Regions from separate parts of the Mus musculus genome. Here region 2 is linked to region 1. Evidence: chromatin contacts called from public Hi-C data. All regions are on one chromosome and are shown on one strand. Each heading gives the region's core, a stretch centred on a gene start, on an enhancer-like site or on the middle of the called end of the contact. The rest is flanking DNA. Distances are from core to core; before and after follow the strand shown.

The links. Hi-C and Micro-C count contacts between places; a contact is called where the count stands out from the background.
Region 2: a Hi-C map of nephron progenitors shows a contact between it and region 1, with 2.7 times the contacts expected there. The contact joins the enhancer-like site here to the promoter of Pla2g4b in region 1. A contact is called at or near these places in 1 of 39 promoter capture datasets (hippocampal neurons), 2 of 484 Hi-C or Micro-C datasets (colorectal tumor organoids and nephron progenitors), 1 of 115 datasets of contacts at active chromatin or transcription factors (bone marrow-derived macrophages) and 3 of 9 other capture datasets (adipose tissue, liver and macrophages).

Annotation. Positions count from the first base shown.
Region 1 is chr2:120,031,896-120,034,848 of GRCm38.p6, reverse strand. Pla2g4b (phospholipase A2, group IVB (cytosolic)) reads right to left here and starts at 1,416. Exons shown (of 20, transcript NM_145378.4): 1 at 1,343-1,416; 2 at 179-275. The coding sequence starts at 1,351. It overlaps Jmjd7 (jumonji domain containing 7), which reads right to left. Exons shown (of 8, transcript NM_001114637.1): 7 at 2,849-2,953; 8 at 2,245-2,735. The coding sequence ends at 2,647. It overlaps Gm28042 (predicted gene, 28042), which reads right to left. Exons shown (of 27, transcript NR_104353.1): 7 at 2,849-2,953; 8 at 2,384-2,735; 9 at 179-275.
Region 2 is chr2:120,267,177-120,270,129 of GRCm38.p6, reverse strand. Pla2g4d (phospholipase A2, group IVD) reads left to right here. Exons shown (of 20, transcript NM_001024137.1): 17 at 1-177; 18 at 443-609; 19 at 1,175-1,361. The region is part of intron 1 of Gm52560 (a long non-coding RNA gene); the gene reads right to left. Among named protein-coding and RNA genes, the nearest start is that of Gm52560, 7.4 kb to the right of the region's middle. Within about 2 kb of position 1,414, at least 18 of the 459 cell types and tissues checked have an H3K27ac peak or open chromatin away from gene starts, as enhancers often do. A contact at or near this core is called in nephron progenitors, where this site is marked.

The DNA of each region.
Region 1 (2,953 bases), core at 167-2,666:
CCCAGACACTTCATGTCCATAGGACTGAGCCCTCTGCCACTTTTGGGATTGTCCCTCCGGCAGCCATCTGCAAGACCAGCCCGGCCTTCCCTGGAGACCCTCCCACTGGTACTTAACTACTCTGAAGCAGCCCACCTACTGCCTGCTTAGCTAAGGGACAGGAAAGCAGTGTGCTTACCTAGGTCCTTGGAAGGCAAGCCACTGGCCCGGAGGACGCGTACAGTGAGCAGGCATGTCTCTGGCACCTTTGCCTGCATGTAGACTGGGCAGGTTTGCTATAGGTAGACGGGGTCAAATATGACAGGGCCACAGGAGAGGGGACAGGGACAAACTCTTAAGGCTTAATTCTCTACCAAAAGGACCAGGTCCACCTGTAGCCATCAGAATGCCAGAGTGACACAAGATACATCTACATGACACCTTCCCATAATTATATAACACCGTGCCAGCTCCATACATTTACTTATTTGTCACATATCCTATGAAGGGAGCTATGACAATGGCCAGCCCTGGGAGGAAACTGAGGCCACTCTCCTAGGTTCTGTTTGGCTCAGAACACAGGCAAGCTAGTTAGTGTCACCCACCATTTCTGGGTATGGTATCCTTTGTCTTTTTATCCCCCTGCCTCACCATCCCACCCCACTCCTACTAAGAGGCTTTAGGGCTGATCTGAGATGTCAGATTAGCCTTCAAGGGACAGGAATGAATACATTGGGGCTTAGGCACTGTGAGTGAGCTGAAACCCATGCCATCTACCCCATCCTGGAAATGTATGCTGCAGGGTTGGGACGGCAGCTACCAGTCCAGATCGCCCACACACTGGCATCCTCCAGACCCGATGGGGGTCTCGAGAGCTCCTCCCAACTCCCTCTGCTTCTGGAGCTATGGACACTTGGCAGTGTGCCAGGGTGGAGGACGCCTGTGCCACCTGGCCCTTCCTTTTGGTCTTCAGCCAGATCTCTGGAGAGGTGCCAGTGGTCAGGTACAGGGAGCTCCACATAGTCAGGGGCAGAGGTGAGGAAGTTCATCTCTGAGGCACCCCTGGGGCTCCCCACATACCAAGCATCCAAGTCAGAAGCATGGAGCAGCTTTCTAGGGCTCCCAGAACAGCAGGTAAGATCCTCAGAGTTCTAAGGGTTCAAATCTACGGAATTCTGCCTGGAACCTATTCCCAGGACAGACCTTCATCTCAGTTCTGGCTTCTATTGCCTGGTCCTGAAGCTGGGACGTATCCCTCCCTTTGCTAAGAGAAGTCCACAGCTCCCTTTAGAAACAGTAGCCACCAGGCCCTGGATGGGGAGCCAAGTCAGAAATGGGAGCCCAGTGCTCTATGGAGCCTTACCAGAGCCATGAGACCAAGTCCACAGGAACAGGAATGATGGCGTAGTGGCCACAGAACCAACAACTGTCAGCTTTAAACCCAGAGCCAAGGTAAGCCAACTGGCCACACATTCCTCTTGGATCCCTCCCACAGACTCTTCTGCTCCACCCAAGCCCCACGCCCACTGCTGACCCAGCCACCTGCCCAGGAAGTGAGACACCTTAAGCTAATGCTGGAGTCAGTGATACCTCCTGGAGTTGGCCACAGGCTCCCTGAAGTCCATTCTCTGCAGTTGCTGATAGCTAGGCTAGCCAACCAGCCCTAACTGAGAGGAGGGGGTTCTCCTCTTGCTGTTAGAGGTTGAACAGGACAGCAGACAGTGGTCCCCTAAAATAGCAGTGAACGCTGGGGGCTAAGGATCACGTTGTCGGTGGGTCCTTTCGCAATCTCCTTCCCAGTGCCAGTACGACAGGAATACCCAGTCTGAACGGGAGCCCTGGGCAATCTCAGAAGAGTACCTCAGGCCCCATCACAATTTTGAAGGGGTGTGGTCTTCACATAAAACAGCCCTTCAAAGCCACGCTAGGCTGCCTCCACCTGGAGCTGGGCGGCTAGGGATGAGACCTATGGGTTGGCATGCAGGGGTAGGGGCTCTCCCTGCTCTTCAGCAGGGTGACAAAGGAGTCTAGGGGTGGAGATCAACTCTTTCCTCAGAGAACAGCTCAGGAGGAACACAGTTCCTGTCCCTTCCTGTTTACATTTATAGAACAGGGGTCACCCTCGGCGCTCCACACCCAGCTTCCCTGGATCAGGGGGAAGAAAAGCCCCAGATGTGGATCTGGCTTAGGCCTCCCAGTTAGGGTCATCCTGAACCTTCAAGCCCTCAGCAGGCCACCAAAGGCAACTGTGACGGGGAACATGAGAACAAGTGTATCAAGTGTCACCTTTTATTGACCGCTTCCTCTACATTGGCCCATGCCTATTCCCAAAGCTCTGGGAGCCAGAGCCATTATTATCTCCACTTTACAGACAAGGGACTGATGCTAACATGCAGTGACTCACCCAAGGTCATAGCACTGGTGAGAGGCACTGCTGTACCTGATCCGTGCTTCCTTGTCACCTGTGTGGCAATTTCCTGGGCACGTTCACCCAGACCTGTCTGGCATTTCTTGGACCTCCAACTAAATTCCAAGTTCCTGCAATGCCTGATCCCAACACAGGCGGGAACCTGGGCAGCAGCCAGGACATATTCGAACTCTAGGCTGCCTCCAGAATCAAATGACCCCGTCGATCCCCGCTGTCCTTTGCAGTGTCTGAGGGTCTCTTCAGTCAAGGCCTGTGGCCCTGGTGAGGGTGTCCATCAGTTGAAAGTAACTGTACTTGAGGTCATACTCCATGTCATACCAGAAATTCACTGTGGAGAGGAGGGGGACCCGGATGTGAGATTTAAGCCAGAGCCACCCCAACCCGATCCCTTGTTGGGCCATGACAAGGCCTGACCCCCTGGATGCTCCAGGTGCTACTTACCAGCAATACAGCCGTGGGACTGCTGGACATGGTGGAACCACAGAGCTGGCAGGTACAGCATCTCGCCGGCCCGCACTGTGCAGTGAAGGGCCTGTGCCTGGCTGT
Region 2 (2,953 bases), core at 165-2,664, 240 kb before region 1:
CAGCAGGAACCTCCTCTGGTGTGGAGGCCCCATGGCTGGAGTCTGGAACAGCTCTGGCCCAGGCACTTAAGGGCTTTCTGACTGGCAGGCCATTCCACCAGCGTAGCGCCAACTTCCTCCATGGCCTCCAGCTGCACCGGGACTACTGTAACCAGAGACACTTCTCCACCTGGGCGGGTAAGGACCATGGCCATGTGTCCCCACAACCGGACTCCTGGTTGGGGTTGTGTTGTGGCTGATAGCTGGCAGTGGTTTGTGAGGAGGTCATATGTATGTTCTTCTGGGGTGTGGTCTGGAGATCCCATTGTGGGTTTAGGGGAAGGTCTGAATTCAAAGAGTGACATCAGACATAAGGCGACATGGAGGGGAATGGGATCAGAGGAGAGTTGCCGTTACCTATGGAAGGGTGACTGCTTCTAACCAGCATTGCCTTGTCTATCAGATTGCAACCTAGATGACACCCCGAATCAGCTGACCCCACAGGACCCTCAGCTCTGCCTAATTGATGCTGGCTGCTTCATGAACAGCAGCTGTCCCTCCCTGTTCCGCCCAGGTCGCCAAGTGGACCTCATAATCTCCTTCAATTACAACCAATCCCTTCCCTTTAAGGTGCCTAGTCACTCTGCGGGAACCCCTCTGCGGGGCCAGGTTCATCTCCACGGATGAGCAGCAGGGTCTCTGCCTCACACTTCCCATGACTAAGGGAGGGAGCTGTAACCCATAGGGTATTTCTGGGTCCTCCATTGGGAAGGGCGGCGATGGTGGTTGAGCTCTGAGATCCCAAGACAGGTGAATGGGAATTTCTGGGATACAACAACAGAGCTGGCAAGGGACCCCAAGCACTGCCACGGCCAACTCCCAACTTTCCCTAGGAAGTCTGGGTGGCAGCAGTGCCAGCCAGCATCACATGTAGGTCCACTACTGGAGCTCTTCAGGGCTAAGATTCAACTGATGCTGTAATAACAGTAGGGGGGTGGGGGAGGCTGCTGGATCTTCATTCCCACCTATAATTTCTAACTACTGGGATCCTTGGATTCCCTTGGAGGCCTTAGTTTGGGCCAGCGCAAGGCCAGGCTGTTGTCTTGACGCTGAGGGAGCAAGTGGGAACTGGAACGTACCTACAGTGAATCTGAGATAACACAGCTCCTTCTGGGCCGCTCTCTGCTCCCCCTAGGGGCTGCAGCAATCTGAGAAATACAGCAGAGCTCGGGGCCTGCCCTTCCCCCGTGTGGAGCCCAGCCCAGAGGACCACAGCCAGCCCCAGGAATGTTACCTCTTCTCAGACCCCACCTGCCCGGAAGCACCCGTTGTGCTGCACTTCCCGCTGGTCAATGACTCCTTCAGGGATCACTCAGCCCCTGGTGAGGCCATCTTCCCTTCTGGTTCCCTGGTGGGCAGAACAGCTCCAGGAAAGGCTTTGGGCTGGGCTCTGGGCTCTTTGGCCACGCCTCCCTGGCCTTGGGCACTGATGCTCACACCTTTGTGAAGCTCTCGGGTTTCAAGGACTTGTCGCTATCCTGGAACTTTATAGTGACCCTCTGTTTTGTGCCCGGTGTGGCCTGGGACCCCTTTTCAGGGACTAAGCCTTTCCTCAACTGACTTCCCGATCTCAGCCCTCCTCGCATCCCTTCCCATCCCCCTTTCCACCAGCTTGGCAGATTTTTTTGTCTACTTTGGGTGGGGGAATCTATTGCCTGCCTTTGTGCGTTACCCCCCAGTTTTCTAGTTGAGATCATAATTCTGACCCTTCCAGACTTACTCTCTTTTGATTGTTTTGATATAAGGTCTTTCTGGACAGCCCCAGTCGACATGTGGCCTCAACCTCAGTTTCTTGAGTGCTGGGATTAGTGCACTATCACACGTGGATTAAGGCTCTACTTTTTCTTCTTTTCTTTCTTTTTCTTTCTTTTTGAAATATGGGTGTTTTGTCTGCATGTGTGTCTGTGCACCACTTGCATGCCCTGGGGCCCAAAGAGGCCAGAAAGGGGTATCAGAACCCCTGCAACTGAAGCTAAAGATGGTTGTGAGCTACCATGTGGGGGCTGGGAGTGAGACCCAGGTCCTCGGGAAAAGCAGCCAGTACTTTTACTGCTCAGTTGTCCTCCCGGATCCCACATCTTTTCCCTTCCCTTCCCTTCCCTTCCCTTTCCCTTTTCTCTTCCCTTTTCTCTTCCCTTTTCTCTTCCCTTTTCTCTTCCCTTTTCTCTTCCCTTTTCTCTTCCCTTTTCTCTTCCCTTTTCTCTTCCCTTTTCTCTTCCCTTTTCTCTTCCCTTTTCTCTTCCCTTTTCTCTTCCCTTTTCTCTTCCCTTTTCTCTTCCCTTTTCTCTTCCCTTTTCTCTTCCCTTTTCTCTTCCCTTTTCTCTTCCCTTTTCTCTTCCCTTTTCTCTTCCCTTTTCTCTTCCCTTTTCTCTTCCCTTTTCTCTTCCCTTTTCTCTTCCCTTTTCTCTTCCCTTTTCTCTTCCCTTTTCTCTTCCCTTTTCTCTTCCCTTTTCTCTTCCCTTCCCTCTTCCCTTCCCTTTTCCCTTTTCCCTTCCCCTTCCCTTTTCCCTTCCTTTTTCCCTTTTCCCTTCCCTTCCCTTCCCTTTTCCCTTTCCTTCCCTTTTCCCTTTTCCCTTCCCTTCTCTTCCCTTCCCTTCCCTTCCCTTCCCTTCCCTTCCCTTCCCTTCCCTTCCCTTCCCTTCCCTCCCCTCCCCTCTCCTCCCCTCCCCTCCCCTTTCCCCCTTTCCCCCTTTCCCCCTTTCCCCCTTTCTCCCTTTCTCTCTTTATCTCTTTCTTTCAAGTTCTTCCACATATTAGCAAGAGCTCAGTAGCTACATCCCCAGCCCATGTTTTAATCGTCCAGGCTGTCTGCGATCTCAGTCTGTAGACCAGGCCTTGAATTTACAGTCCTGCCTCAGCCTTCTAAGTAGCCAGATGCCAGGCCTTAGAATTCCAAAGAAAGTCTTCTCTTTGC